2 separate regions of the Triticum aestivum genome follow, and region 1 is linked to region 2. Evidence: chromatin contacts called from public Hi-C data. All regions are on one chromosome and are shown on one strand. Each heading gives the region's core, a stretch centred on a gene start, on an enhancer-like site or on the middle of the called end of the contact. The rest is flanking DNA. Distances are from core to core; before and after follow the strand shown. Region 1 holds the start of LOC123156803 (chitin elicitor receptor kinase 1). Region 2 holds the start of LOC123161118 (OVARIAN TUMOR DOMAIN-containing deubiquitinating enzyme 1).

Region 1 (6,081 bases), core at 1,684-4,183, 860 kb before region 2:
TTTTTATAATGGAAATTTTTTATTGACTCAATACTTCACATGAAGATGATAAAACCAACAAAGAGTTTATACTAAGCCTCTGTATAACTATGCAATTCTTGGCAACTGTTTTCTTACTGAGTTACCATACATGCAGAATTGGCATGACACAACACACAGGATCAGCAACATGGACAACATCATATCAATATGTAGCAACAAAATGGCACATGAAGAAAGAAATATGTGGTGTCAGTACCATAACCAGAGTTCAATCAGTTTATTAGCTCCTCACAAACATTAATATAGCTGGAACTACAAACAATTAACAATCCAAAACCTCATAACAAAATTTGAACAGAGCACCAGTATCACTCTACAACTGAGTACGAAACTGCATAACACACTTCCCTAGTACGACAATTAGTCCCCAATACTCCTCCATTTCAGTCAGCCAAACAAAGCTAAAATTTAACCAAATTCCCCACAATGCAATTCGAATAGCAGCACTATTCACGAATTATCCAAATATTAGGCAATTTTCTAACTAAGTTTCCGTATCCTATATACCTAAAAGAGTGATCCCCGCTACTTCTAATTATATGAACATGAGTGCTTCCACATCATCAAAATTGTTGTAGCCGTTAGATTTAGGACCCAAATATCCAGCAAACGTCAGATTTTTAGGCATGGCAGACCGGAAAAAAAATCACGGCAAATTATGTTTACCGAGGGTGGCAAGTTTAGTTGGTGAGCATGGCAAATCCACCTCAATTTAATTTTTTTGCCAGAAATTGCTGTGCTCACCAACTAGATTTGCCATCCTCACGCCGACATAAATTGCCATGAAAAACATTAGACCTGCCATGCTAAAAATCTGACGTTAGACTTTTAGCATTTTCGTAGATTTACTAGCTTGATCCACTAGCATCTGTTTGATCTACGCATTAGAATCCTCTATTATGCAACATGCATTAGCGCATTTTAAGTGGGTTTTTAATGATGATATATGAGATAGAATTGGGGTAGCACTGATTGAAGAGAAGCTTGTCCAACATTGTTTGAGATGGTTTGGGCATATTCATCGCATGCCTCCAGAAGCGCCAGTGCATAGCGAGCGGCTAAAGCGTGCTGATAATGTCAAGAGAGGTCGGGGTAGACCGAGCTTGACATGGGAGGAGTCCGTAAAGAGAGATCTGAAGGACTGGAGTATCACCAGAGAACTAGCCATGGCACTGGCGGAGCTAGGTAGGAACTGCTGGGGGGGCCAAGGCTAAATCGTGGGTGTTTGAGGGTGTAAACTGCTAAAAAATTCTCATCTAAGCCCTTTCCTCAAAAAAAAATCTTCATAGTTTGGTCCAAAGTTGGGGGGGCCACAGCACCCCCAGACTTACACATAGCTCCGCCACTGAGCCATGGACAGGGGTGCGTGGAAGCTTGCTGTCCATGTGCCACAACCATGAGTTGGTTGCGAGATCTTATGGGTTACACCTCTAGCCTACCCCAACTTGTTTGGGACTAAAGGCTTTGTTGTTGTTGTTGTTGCATTTAATTGTGACATGCACAACTTTTCATATTAAGATTTTTTTTTGCTTATGCAGAAATTTCTCACATAGTTTAAATGTAAGGACTTAATTAGTATTCTACACAATATTTAGAAACTATATATCCAATTCCGTGGCAACGCGTGGGGTATCATCTAGTATGCAGAATTGGCATGACCCAACCTACAGAATCAGCAACACAGAGCAATATCAATCAATATGTTGCAACAAAATGGCACATGAAGGAAGAAATATATGTGGTCGGCATCATAACCAGAGTCCAATCGGTTCATTCTACACCCACAAACATTAATATAGCTCGAACTTGAGAATCCAAAACGGTTTCTGGTGCCCATTTTATAACTTCATAAGGAATTTTGAACAAAGCACCACTATCACTCTACAACTGAGCATAAAACTGCACACCGCACTTCTCTAGAGCAATGTATCCCCACAATTCAATCCGAATAGCAGCATTATTTGAATTCAATTCAATTTAACTGAAACTGCACGCCACAGTTGAGTCAGCTAAATCTATAAGGGAATTGTGAAGCCTCACCTTTGGCTGGGATATACACGATGCCGCTCCCGGTGACACCATCCATCCCGGGGTTATACTTTCTGAGCAGGTCCATCTGCTCAGAGGACGAGAAGCTATGATTGGCGGCGACAGAGGCTAGGGTCTCTCTGTCCCTGAGCGGGTATGTGAGGAAGAGGCCGTAAGCGGTGGAAATCCCAGGGTCGCCGCATGAGCAGTTGACGGTGACGTTGACGGAGCCGACGTCGGGGATATTGTTGGCCGGGTAGGTGTTTGTGGCCTGCAGCCAGGCGGGGGTGGTGAGGTTGTTGAATTGGTCGGCGATGCTGATGTAGGTGTCTCCGGTGGTGACTTTGTAGGGGATGGGGGCGGCGAGGAAGGTGGAGGCCGGGGCGGACGGCGGCGCGATGCATTGGCAGGGGAAGGGGACGTTGAGGCGGTCCCCGGCGGCGACGAAGTCGAGGTTGGGGATCCCGGGGTTGTACTTGCCGAGCACTCGGTAGTCAGAGAACCCGAAGAGGTTGGCGATGTAGGTGACGTTCTGGTTGGACGCGACGTAGTAGGAGCCCAGCGCGTGGTCGCAGCCCCGGCTGCAGCCGTCCCCCGCCGCGGTGACCGTGTTCGGGCCCGCCGCGGCGGCCAGGAGGAGCAGGAAAAGGGGGAGTAGCGGAGCTTCCATGGCGGAGTGGCGCGGAGGCGGAACCCTAGCGGGAGGGGCGGAGGAAGCTTGGCATCATTCGACAGTCTGTAGCCAGAGGGGATGGACTGGGAGCGAGGGGGAGAAGACGCTGACGCGTCGGGGAGTTTGACTCGTCGCGGCCGCGGGCAGTCGGCAGTTAGGCCACGGCGTTTCACTGGCGGGTCTGGGCGAAACAGCCAGCGGGAGGTGGACGCGGTCGTGCCGGGGGAAGCGCGGCGGCTGCTGTTGCCGCGCGGTCAAACGAAGCGTGCTACGAAATTCCTCAGGTCCCGCTGGGCACGGGGTGGTGTCCCATCCGGGGGGAATGTTCCCGTCGCGCGTACTGCTAATTGCGACATTATTAGGCTCTAACCTGATGCACTATTGTAATGCGATTACACGTTCGCTTCTGGATTAAATTAGCACTAGTACTAGAATAATTCATGGCAAAGCAACTCTCGAGGTATATACATGTATGCTGCCTACGGAACCTCCCCCGGCCGTCGGCACGTCGGCCGGTGACATTTGGAGCTGTTCATTTCGGGGATTGTTTGGGACTTGGCGCCGACGGCGGCGTCGTGTGCTCTGGAACTACCATCTGGAGCAAAGCTGGACGGCGGCCGTTCGTGCGGTGGTTTGTGATTCGCTAGCTTGACATTCCCCGTCCAATTATATCCCCTAATTATATGGCGTGTCGAAGAGGAAGAGAAATAAGGCTATTAGAACATCTCCAACGGCTGTAAAGTAGGTGTTGGTAAATTTACCATCTAGAACATAGTGATGATGTGGCATGTAATAAATGTGAAGAGAGGGCAAAGTTGTATGTAGAATAACCAACAACCTTTGCACAAACTCCAAGGTGAAATAGAGAGCAATCACATTTATTTTCTCATTATCTATTGGATAGCTTAGATACAACCTATTGGAGTAGTTGTATGATAGCTTGTTGGTTGATGACATAGATATTTTACCAACAAGGCTAACATATAATCTATTGGAGATGCCCTTAGTGCCGTTGTGTGATCGAGACGCATGCATGATGTGGTTGGTTACTTGGTTGTTTGTTTTAGTCAGCGAAATCCTCGAAATGAGGAATGGAATCAAGGAAATTTAATATCAACTCATGTTTATATTCAACAAAACTCAAGTGTCCAATAATGAAATGTTGATCTTTTCCGAATAATCGTCGCGGGTCTTTTCTCTTTTTTCCAAACTAGAGACAGCTCCTACCCCAACTCTGTTTATTCTTGTCTATGCGGCTTTAGGCACAGCTTGAGTCGGCTAGCATGACAGAGAAGGTGTTCTGAGATATCCAGTATATCAGCTTTTCGCTAGCTTGACATTCCCCAACTAATTATATCCCCTAAATATATGGCGTATTGGAGAGGGGAAGAGACAAAGACCGGCATGTTGGTTGATTATTAGAGCATCTTCAACAAATACCCTAAAATTGATTATAGGTGATGAGAACATGTTTTAGAGCACTATTTTTTCTGTAACAAATGGCTTAAAACTAATGCCCTCGATTCTAAAATTTGAACATGATTCATTGCATATTTCAAAATTACGAAGTTTACTATAAAATGTTGAACATTAAATATTAAAAACACGCAATTGCACACTACTACGATAGAACATTAGTACTACGGAGACACTGCCACAGTAGATCATCACGGAGAAATCCCAACCAAAATCCTGTCCACCATGAAGAAATCTTCAACTTCACCTGCAACTAGCAACGCTATAAGAGGGGCCGAGCAAAAGCGGTAACATATCCAAGCAACGGTTTGCATAGGAAAGATGTCAAACATTAGAGGTTCATGGCAATATGGGAGGCTTGATGAGCAAAAGATAGGTAACGCAGCATAGCGATAGAACGAAGCAACTAGCATAGCAATGATAGTAGTGAGGTCCAGGGTAGCGGTCATCTTGCCTGAAATCCGCAAGGAAGAAGAACGAGTCCATGAAGAAGATGAAGCCACGAAGACGAACCAAGCGTAGACGAACGAATCCTCACGATCGCAATAAAACAGGAACTAACAAGAAGAAGCACACAACATAGTAAACACACCACACATGAACAAGACATGATGCACAAACAAGCATGATGCATGACAAGACTACATGAAGCTACTCATGGCAAGGGATGATGCATACAAGAGCAACACATCAAAGCAAGTTTAAATGAGGCCGGGAACAACATATAACAATTCCGGTAAGTCCTCATATGCATATTTCGAAATTGGTCCAGATCTGAATAAACCTTATGTTCAAGTTGTTAAACAGCAAGTTAAGATGCACCAAGATGATCTACACGAGATTCTAGTCAAGTTACATATAAAGTTCATTTAGTTCGGAGCTACGGCCTAGAAGATATGAGCAAAACAAGATAAACATGGCATTGATGCAAAATGCATTCAAACATCAAGCAAACACCTCAAAATATGGATGCAACATGATAATATGGAACTATATGCAAAATCAAGCAAGTTTCATATAGAGCACACTCAAAACGGAGCACACTCAAAACGAAGCAACGGTTCAACACACACATGAAACAAGTTTAAAGGACAAGCTGTCCAAAACAGCAACTAGGCCTCTTGCAAGCATCAAAACAACATGCTACAACATCTCAACATGAAAACAAAAGACATGGGCATGATGTAGAGGTAAAGCATAACAAAACGTGAACACTGAGCTATCTCCAGAAATCACTAGAACATGCTCAAACACACATGGTAAGATTGCAAGTAATAACAATTCAGACTTTGCAGAAAATAACATCAGGTTGCAATGTTTAGAGCTATGAAACAACATGTTATAGGCACTTATCAAGGCAAACAAAGGCATGTCATGATACTACTAAATGCATATATCAAATGTCCTTTACTGACCATGAGCCAAAAAGGATCAGAAAATATGATGGCACCCACGTAAACATGGCAAGTTATAATACAGATTCATACATGGCAGAAACAGAATTATGAAGGCATATTGGTGAGCTTGTACCACTCACCAAAGAGCAATACATGGCATGGCAAGGCAACCAACAGTAAGAAGACATATTTGTGAAGCTAAGAATGGCAATAGAAAGCTCATAGGGTGCATGGAACACTAGAAACAATCATGATAACAACTGAACTTAATGTTAACAGGCTGACAGCAATATTATCAAGCAACTTTGGAGCAAGATATGAACAAGCTACAGCAAGCTATAATTGCAACCAGGGGCATTAATGGATAGAGCATAACATATAGATCAAAACACTTTTAGTGAACATCTCCAGATTATGCATAGAATGACTAGTAGCAGCAGGTTTACATAGCATCACGAAATAACA
Region 2 (6,307 bases), core at 636-3,135:
CAGCATGTCAAATTCAAAGGTTGATTAACATATTCACTTCCAATATTGCACTGAGCAACAAAAAGATAAACATAGGGAAATAATTGCATGGTTATATCAGACATCTAAACAAACATAAATTTGGCTAATGCATATGATTTTCTACACTGCTTGATTATACTATGTCTCATGGAATCTGCTTCATAGTACAAGGAACTCCTACTACTGCAATTTTTTATTTTTTTGAAATGATTACTGCAATCTATCTACTTTAAGTTACAGGTAGACATACGTGCCCAAAGACACAAGAATTCTAGCAGTGGAGAACTTCATCGCCAGCCTTATTATTATATATCCACCCTTCACATTATGCTAAGATCCTCAGCAGCAGATACAATTCGAGACATTTGACGTGAACAATGAACAAAATAGCTTGGAAAAAAATGGAAAGCAGATTTCAGGTATCAACTAGATAATTGGGCAATACCTATCTTTTCTTTGGCTCATGGCAGGTGTCAGAGAAATATATCGATGTTGTAAAAGAGCTGGAAGAACTGTTTCTACATAATCAAAATGTCCTTTCTGTTTTCGGCAATCGACCTTAAATGGCTCTTTCAACGATATCTCCTCGGGCATATCCTTGACCACCTCCACATAACCTCTAGTTTGCTCAATGAAGTGATCAACATCAAACACGTCTGCAAAACCACTGACAAAGCATTCCGATAAGCACATGATTAGTTTGAACAGAAGTGCACTACATAGCAACAACAGTAGAAGCCTTCGTTTCCCCCCAAGTGACTCCAGTACCTAGACTCGTTCCAGTATGCAGCAACCTCAAACTTGGGCAGAACCATTGTGGCGTTCAGAAGACGTGCAACCGCAATTCCATCGCACAGCTGCAGAACAATTGCACCAGAGGCCAGAATAATTACAACCGAGGAGCTCGTAACAAAGCCAATCGACAACGCACACCACTGCACAACATTCTATACAATGCGACCTAAGCTTCATATGATCCCATTATTGACTCCACGAGCCTATACTTGTCACTTGTGCATCCAGTGCATGGCCAAATGATCCAAGTTTAACACTACATAAGAAAAGGAAGTCTTACTCCATTACAAGGAGGATAAACCAAGTTTAACATACATCGCGCCGCAGCTGGTTGAGGCCGCCGTAGCAATCTATCCTGATGTAGCCATTCCTCGTCGACGGAGCTGCTGAAGGAGAGCGGGGATAGAAACCAATCATCACCGCAACTCAAGCTAATCCTAAACTCTGACCGAAAACCACGAAGCACACAAGGCCTCACCGGGCATTGCCGTCTGCCACCACTCGCACGGCCGCCACTCCGCCAAACGCCGCTGCTCCCATATGAGCCGCGACCCTGACGGCGAATGCTCCCTGCGGGAAAACCCAATGCGGGGGATCTGTAACTTCCAGGAAGAGTCCAGAAGAACCTGATATGCCAGGTCGGGGCGGGGCGCGTACCTGGAGGCTGGTAGGGCGAAGAAGGATGGGGATGAGCGCGGAGAGGCGAGGAAGAAGAAGAGGGCGGCGGCGAGGAAGAGGGCCGGGAGAAGGAGGCGTATGTGGTGGTGGGCCCACCACGACGACGCGGTCGACCACATGACCGCCGCCGACGCCGCTACCTACGAGAAGCACTGGATCTGATCGCCGGCGGCGACGCGGCGTCACCGCGAGCACGGAAGTACGACCTGTCAGCCAGAATGTAGGTCCCACCTGTAAATCAGGGACCACCTGTCATGGATGGTTATCCAGATCGAGAGGTGGCGTGCGGAAATGGAGTAGGGCGGTGGTCCAACAGAAACAGCGTTAACTTCCTGAAAATGGAACGCAGGCCCGCTGCGTCAGCCCCACATGTCGGGGTCACGAAGTACATCATGAAGGTGGATGACGCGAAGGGCTTATCTGCAAAACGACACGCACTACCCTTTTTTTCGCCTGCGGCGAGATCTCCGACTGCCACAAAAGCGAAGGTCTCCTCCGCCCGAATCGAAGCCGTCGTCTCGAACTCCGTCCGGAGCCCACACCCACAACCTGACGCCCATCCCCACCCACCCACACGCGACGCGAAGCTGGCGCGGGAGGCGGCCGACGCGAGCGCCCGCAAGCGCAAGGCGGCGGACGGCGGCGACACCGGCGCCGCGGCACCGGCCCCCGAGGACGCGGCCATGGGCGACGCGCCCCCGCCGGCCCCCGCGCCGCCCGTCGAGGGGGGAGGAAGCGATGGGGCCGGGCCTGACCCTAACTCGCACCGGTTGAGCCCGGAGACCGTGTCGGTGGAGCTCTCCATGGGCGGGGACTACTACCACGCCTGCTGCGGCGACCCCGACCCCGACCCCAAGCCCGAGGGACCCCAGGTACCGTACATCGGTAACAAGGTGAGGCATCTCCACTCCTCTCTCACTCTCACTCTACGTCGCTATAGGTCTGTCGTTTGTTCATCCTCGTGGTATACTTGGCCGGGATCATCACACATTCACACTTGGTGTTGCCACTCTGGTGCCCATTTTTGGCCGAGACCTTTTGTTGATTCGATCCTATTGGTCCAGCAGTATGCGAATGTTGGTTCTGGTAACTATTGTCCTGGAATTTAGTTTCGTTGGCCAATTGTCGTTTGAAATGGCTAAGGTTGGATACACGGGGAGCAATTCATGTTCTGTTATAGGATCAAGGGTTTATTATGGCTGGCCGAGCCCTTTGTTTAATCTTCTGGTGTGCAGTACAGTAGGTAACAGACTGAGCGAGTTTGTTCAAGCTTGTCAATGTAGGAATAGCCTATGAAAAGTTAAGGGCAACTCGGCACTCAAACTGGAGAACAAAATTTGGTTCTACTTTACCTCAGAAGTTGAGCCTAGTCTATGCCAGGGTTTCTCTAAAATGTGCTGTTATGCTTGAAGTTTGAAGTTCAAAAATGACATGACAGAAAGCCATATGAGATGTTGTGGAGCGACATCCACGCAGTTTTCATGTCAAATGAAATAACATCTTATTCTCTTCATTTCGGTCAACTAGTTGGATATCTCAAGTGCATTTGGCGGTACTTGTGAATTCAAATGCTATTTAACGTACTGTTATGGTTATCTGTATATTTATGGTGTTGATTTTGTTCTGCTGCTTTTGTTTTGCCTTCCATATTAATTACTGTTGTATCTTATCAACTTGTTTATCTGACTGGCATCTTCTGAATCTTGCAGGAACCTCTCTCCGCCTTAGCAGCAGAGTTCCAGTCTGGCAGCCCCATTTTACAGGAGAAAATAAAGGTTGTTGTTCGTTTGCTTGTTCTGATACATGATAACTGTATTATTTTTCTTCATCCAGTGTGCCATTTTTATGGTGCTTCAGTTTGTTCCATAAGTTTTCTTGCTTAACCTGCAGTTGCTTGGTGAACAATATGATGCTTTAAGACGAACACGAGGAGATGGAAACTGCTTTTATCGAAGCTTTATGTTCTCCTACCTGGTAGTATTTGTGGTGTTGGTTTTCACTCAAAGTACATCTGTTCATAATTTGACGATTGTTTGGTTTGCTGCTAGGAACATATCCTTGAGACACAAGATAGAGCTGAGGTTGAGCGCATCCTAAAAAACATTGAACAGTGCAAGAAGACACTTTCGGGTCTTGGATACATTGAATTCACTTTTGAAGACTTCTTCTCTGTAAGTCTATGCAATGTTTGCTTTTTGCATCTCTCCTTAGTTGCCCCATTCTGTATCACTTTTTGCTCCACTCCATCTGATCTTCCTCACTTGAATAGCTTTTAGATGTGCCCCTTCTGTCTATGTGCACTTGTTTGCAATTCCTTCTATGCGTCTCTGGGGAATTTGCTAGATGACTCGTTGGTAATCAGGAACTTGCGGGTTTTTTTCTGTAATGAAAAATAAAGTAAATGCCTGCCTGTAACTCCTGTGCACTGTTAACTGTCACAACTGTTGATCTAAGTAAGCATACTGCACACCTTTTCTTCAATCCCTTGATGAATGCATTGGTTTGTTGCTCTTTATGAGTAAAGTCCGCTGAGATATATACAGTATTCTTAGTTGTTAATAACTAAATATTATACACTGTCTTTCTGAATGCCATGCATTGTGCCCAGCGAAATGGTCTTTATTATGTTTTATGGTTTTGTTGGGAGCTCTGTTGGTATATGATATGCATTGGTTGAAAATGATGGGTAAGTAGAGATGCTCATATCGAAGAACTTGAGCCTTGCCGATTAATCTGTATTTGAAAAATAGAATTATTGTTTTGTTAAATACTCCCTGGACTCATAATTTGCCTCCTTAGTCCTTGCTGAATATTTTTCTCCATTGTTATCCTCAGATGTTCATTGAGGAGCTGCAAAATGTTCTGCAGGGGCATGAAACTTCTATTGGGTAAATATTCTATAGTTGTGTTTGTCTCCTTAAGGCATAATCTCATATGAACAAAAGGAAATAAGTGTTGTTGGAAGAGGCATTTTTTAACTGTTCACATTGTATGGCATGGCCATTATCAGAGTTTTGCTTTTGTGGTGAATCTGTTTTGTTTTCTTGTATCCTTAGGCCTGAAGAACTTCTAGAAAGAACCAGGGATCAAACGACTTCTGATTATGGTTTGTACAATCAGATATTTATGATGTATCTTTCTTGACTATGATAACACTATTTTCTTATTGTGTCTTCTTTAGTTGTCATGTTCTTTAGGTTTGTTACCTCTGGTGAAATTCAAAGGAGGGCTGAGTTCTTTGAACCATTTATTTCTGGCTTGACAAATTCGACCGTGGCTCAGGTTAGCTTCTTTGCTTTGTTCTTGTATGCAACATTGGGTCGTGGGAACATAGACATTGTACCAGTAGTCATGTATATACCCCTTGTCAACATGTAATGCACTGTCCTGTTTGTCGTGTAAGTCTATTTGATTGGGAGTTGTCGTTTTGCATTGCATGTGAATTGTGGAAATCAAGAGTGTTCTTGCAATAGTTTCACTCCATGCCCCAGCCTTAAATGCTGCTAAACAGGTTGACTGGTGAGATTATAGTATGCCATTTAGTATGGGTTTTTAACCATTAGTTAGGTATGGTGCCTTGGTTTGTGTTCGTAGGCAGTATTCCTACAGGAGTACAGGGCCAGTTTCCTTTAGAATTATTACACAAAGCTAACACTAGATATCATGTGAGTAGGATAGATTAGCAGCTCTGTAAGCAGTGGACTATTCTTCGAGGGATAGGCCTCTGTGATGAGGAATTTCGGAGGATTTTATTCCTTACGAATATTTCATCTGGAGCCTTTTGATTTGGAGGATTGGTAACCATCAGAATTTTTCCTATGGACTATTTTGCATTCAGTTCCAAAAGAATTTTCCCTTTGTTTATAAGACAACTATGGCAAACACCTAAGCTTTCGAGAAAGTTCATGTTCTTATCCTGTGGTGCAGCCGAACAACTTCTACTTTGTGCCAGCATTTGAATTCCTGTAGAATTTAACTTCCCATAATGTATTATCCTATCTTTTCCTATTCCATGGTTTTAGCCATGTTAGGACAAGAGATAATGTATTCACCTGTGTTTGTGTGGTGCTATCCTACATGTTTTAATTAAACTTCAGTTAAGTTGTCTGCTGTCCATAGATATGCAGTCGAGGGACTGACCCTGATTTGTAAATCGCATTGCAGTTTTGCAAGTCTTCTGTGGAGCCAATGGGCGAGGAAAGCGACCATGTGCACATTATTGCTCTGTCAGATGCGTTAGGGGTGCCAATCCGCGTGATGTACCTAGACCGAAGCTCTTGTGACACAGGCAATCTAAGCGTGAACCACCATGATTTCATCCCTGCAACCAATTCCTCTGAAGGTGATGCTGCAATGGGATTAAATCCGGCTGAGGAGAAACCTTACATTACTCTGCTCTACCGGCCTGGTCACTATGATATTCTCTACCCAAAGTGATCTCTGGCTGATGAAACACCAAGGTTGATTTTTCCCATGAATTCAGGTTGAGAAAACGTTGTCTAGAACCGTGTAGTTGTGTTGCTCCTGCATGCTGCCAAAGGCGGCCTTACAAGAGGGAACTTGTGTGTTCTTGGGGCGTAATCATAGCATGCTTTACTTGTCACTGCCCTCAAATTCGAAGTTTTCCTTGTTGTAAGTGTGCTCTAGCACAACGATTTAACATTGTGGTTGACTGTTGAGAAGACCTCTGGATATCGTGACTAATCGTGGTTCTTGTTTTTCCTTGAATTATTTACTCCTCTGCATCGTAATGCTTCATCTCAGCAATCAGTTTCTTTTGTTCATAACTCATTGAATTGGGACATGCTCCAGG

The links. A called contact is a pair of places that touch in the nucleus more often than the background predicts.
Region 1: a contact with region 2 is called in a Hi-C map of leaf, with 9 times the contacts expected there. The contact joins the promoter of LOC123156803 here to the promoter of LOC123161118 in region 2. A contact is called at or near these places in 2 of 5 Hi-C or Micro-C datasets (both in leaf).

What each region holds. Positions count from the first base shown.
Region 1 is chr7B:236,878,501-236,884,581 of IWGSC CS RefSeq v2.1, reverse strand. It overlaps LOC123156803 (chitin elicitor receptor kinase 1), which reads right to left and starts at 2,933. Exons shown (of 11, transcript XM_044574988.1): 1 at 2,083-2,933. The coding sequence starts at 2,740.
Region 2 is chr7B:236,016,732-236,023,038 of IWGSC CS RefSeq v2.1, reverse strand. LOC123161118 (OVARIAN TUMOR DOMAIN-containing deubiquitinating enzyme 1) reads left to right here and starts at 1,885. Exons shown (of 8, transcript XM_044578971.1): 1 at 1,885-2,387; 2 at 3,204-3,269; 3 at 3,385-3,468; 4 at 3,543-3,665; 5 at 4,330-4,382; 6 at 4,551-4,600; 7 at 4,676-4,776; 8 at 5,659-6,222. The coding sequence starts at 1,887. The coding sequence ends at 5,931. It overlaps LOC123161117 (O-fucosyltransferase 13), which reads right to left and starts at 2,014. Exons shown (of 6, transcript XM_044578968.1): 1 at 1,474-2,014; 2 at 1,295-1,386; 3 at 1,132-1,199; 4 at 790-878; 5 at 467-688. The coding sequence starts at 1,613.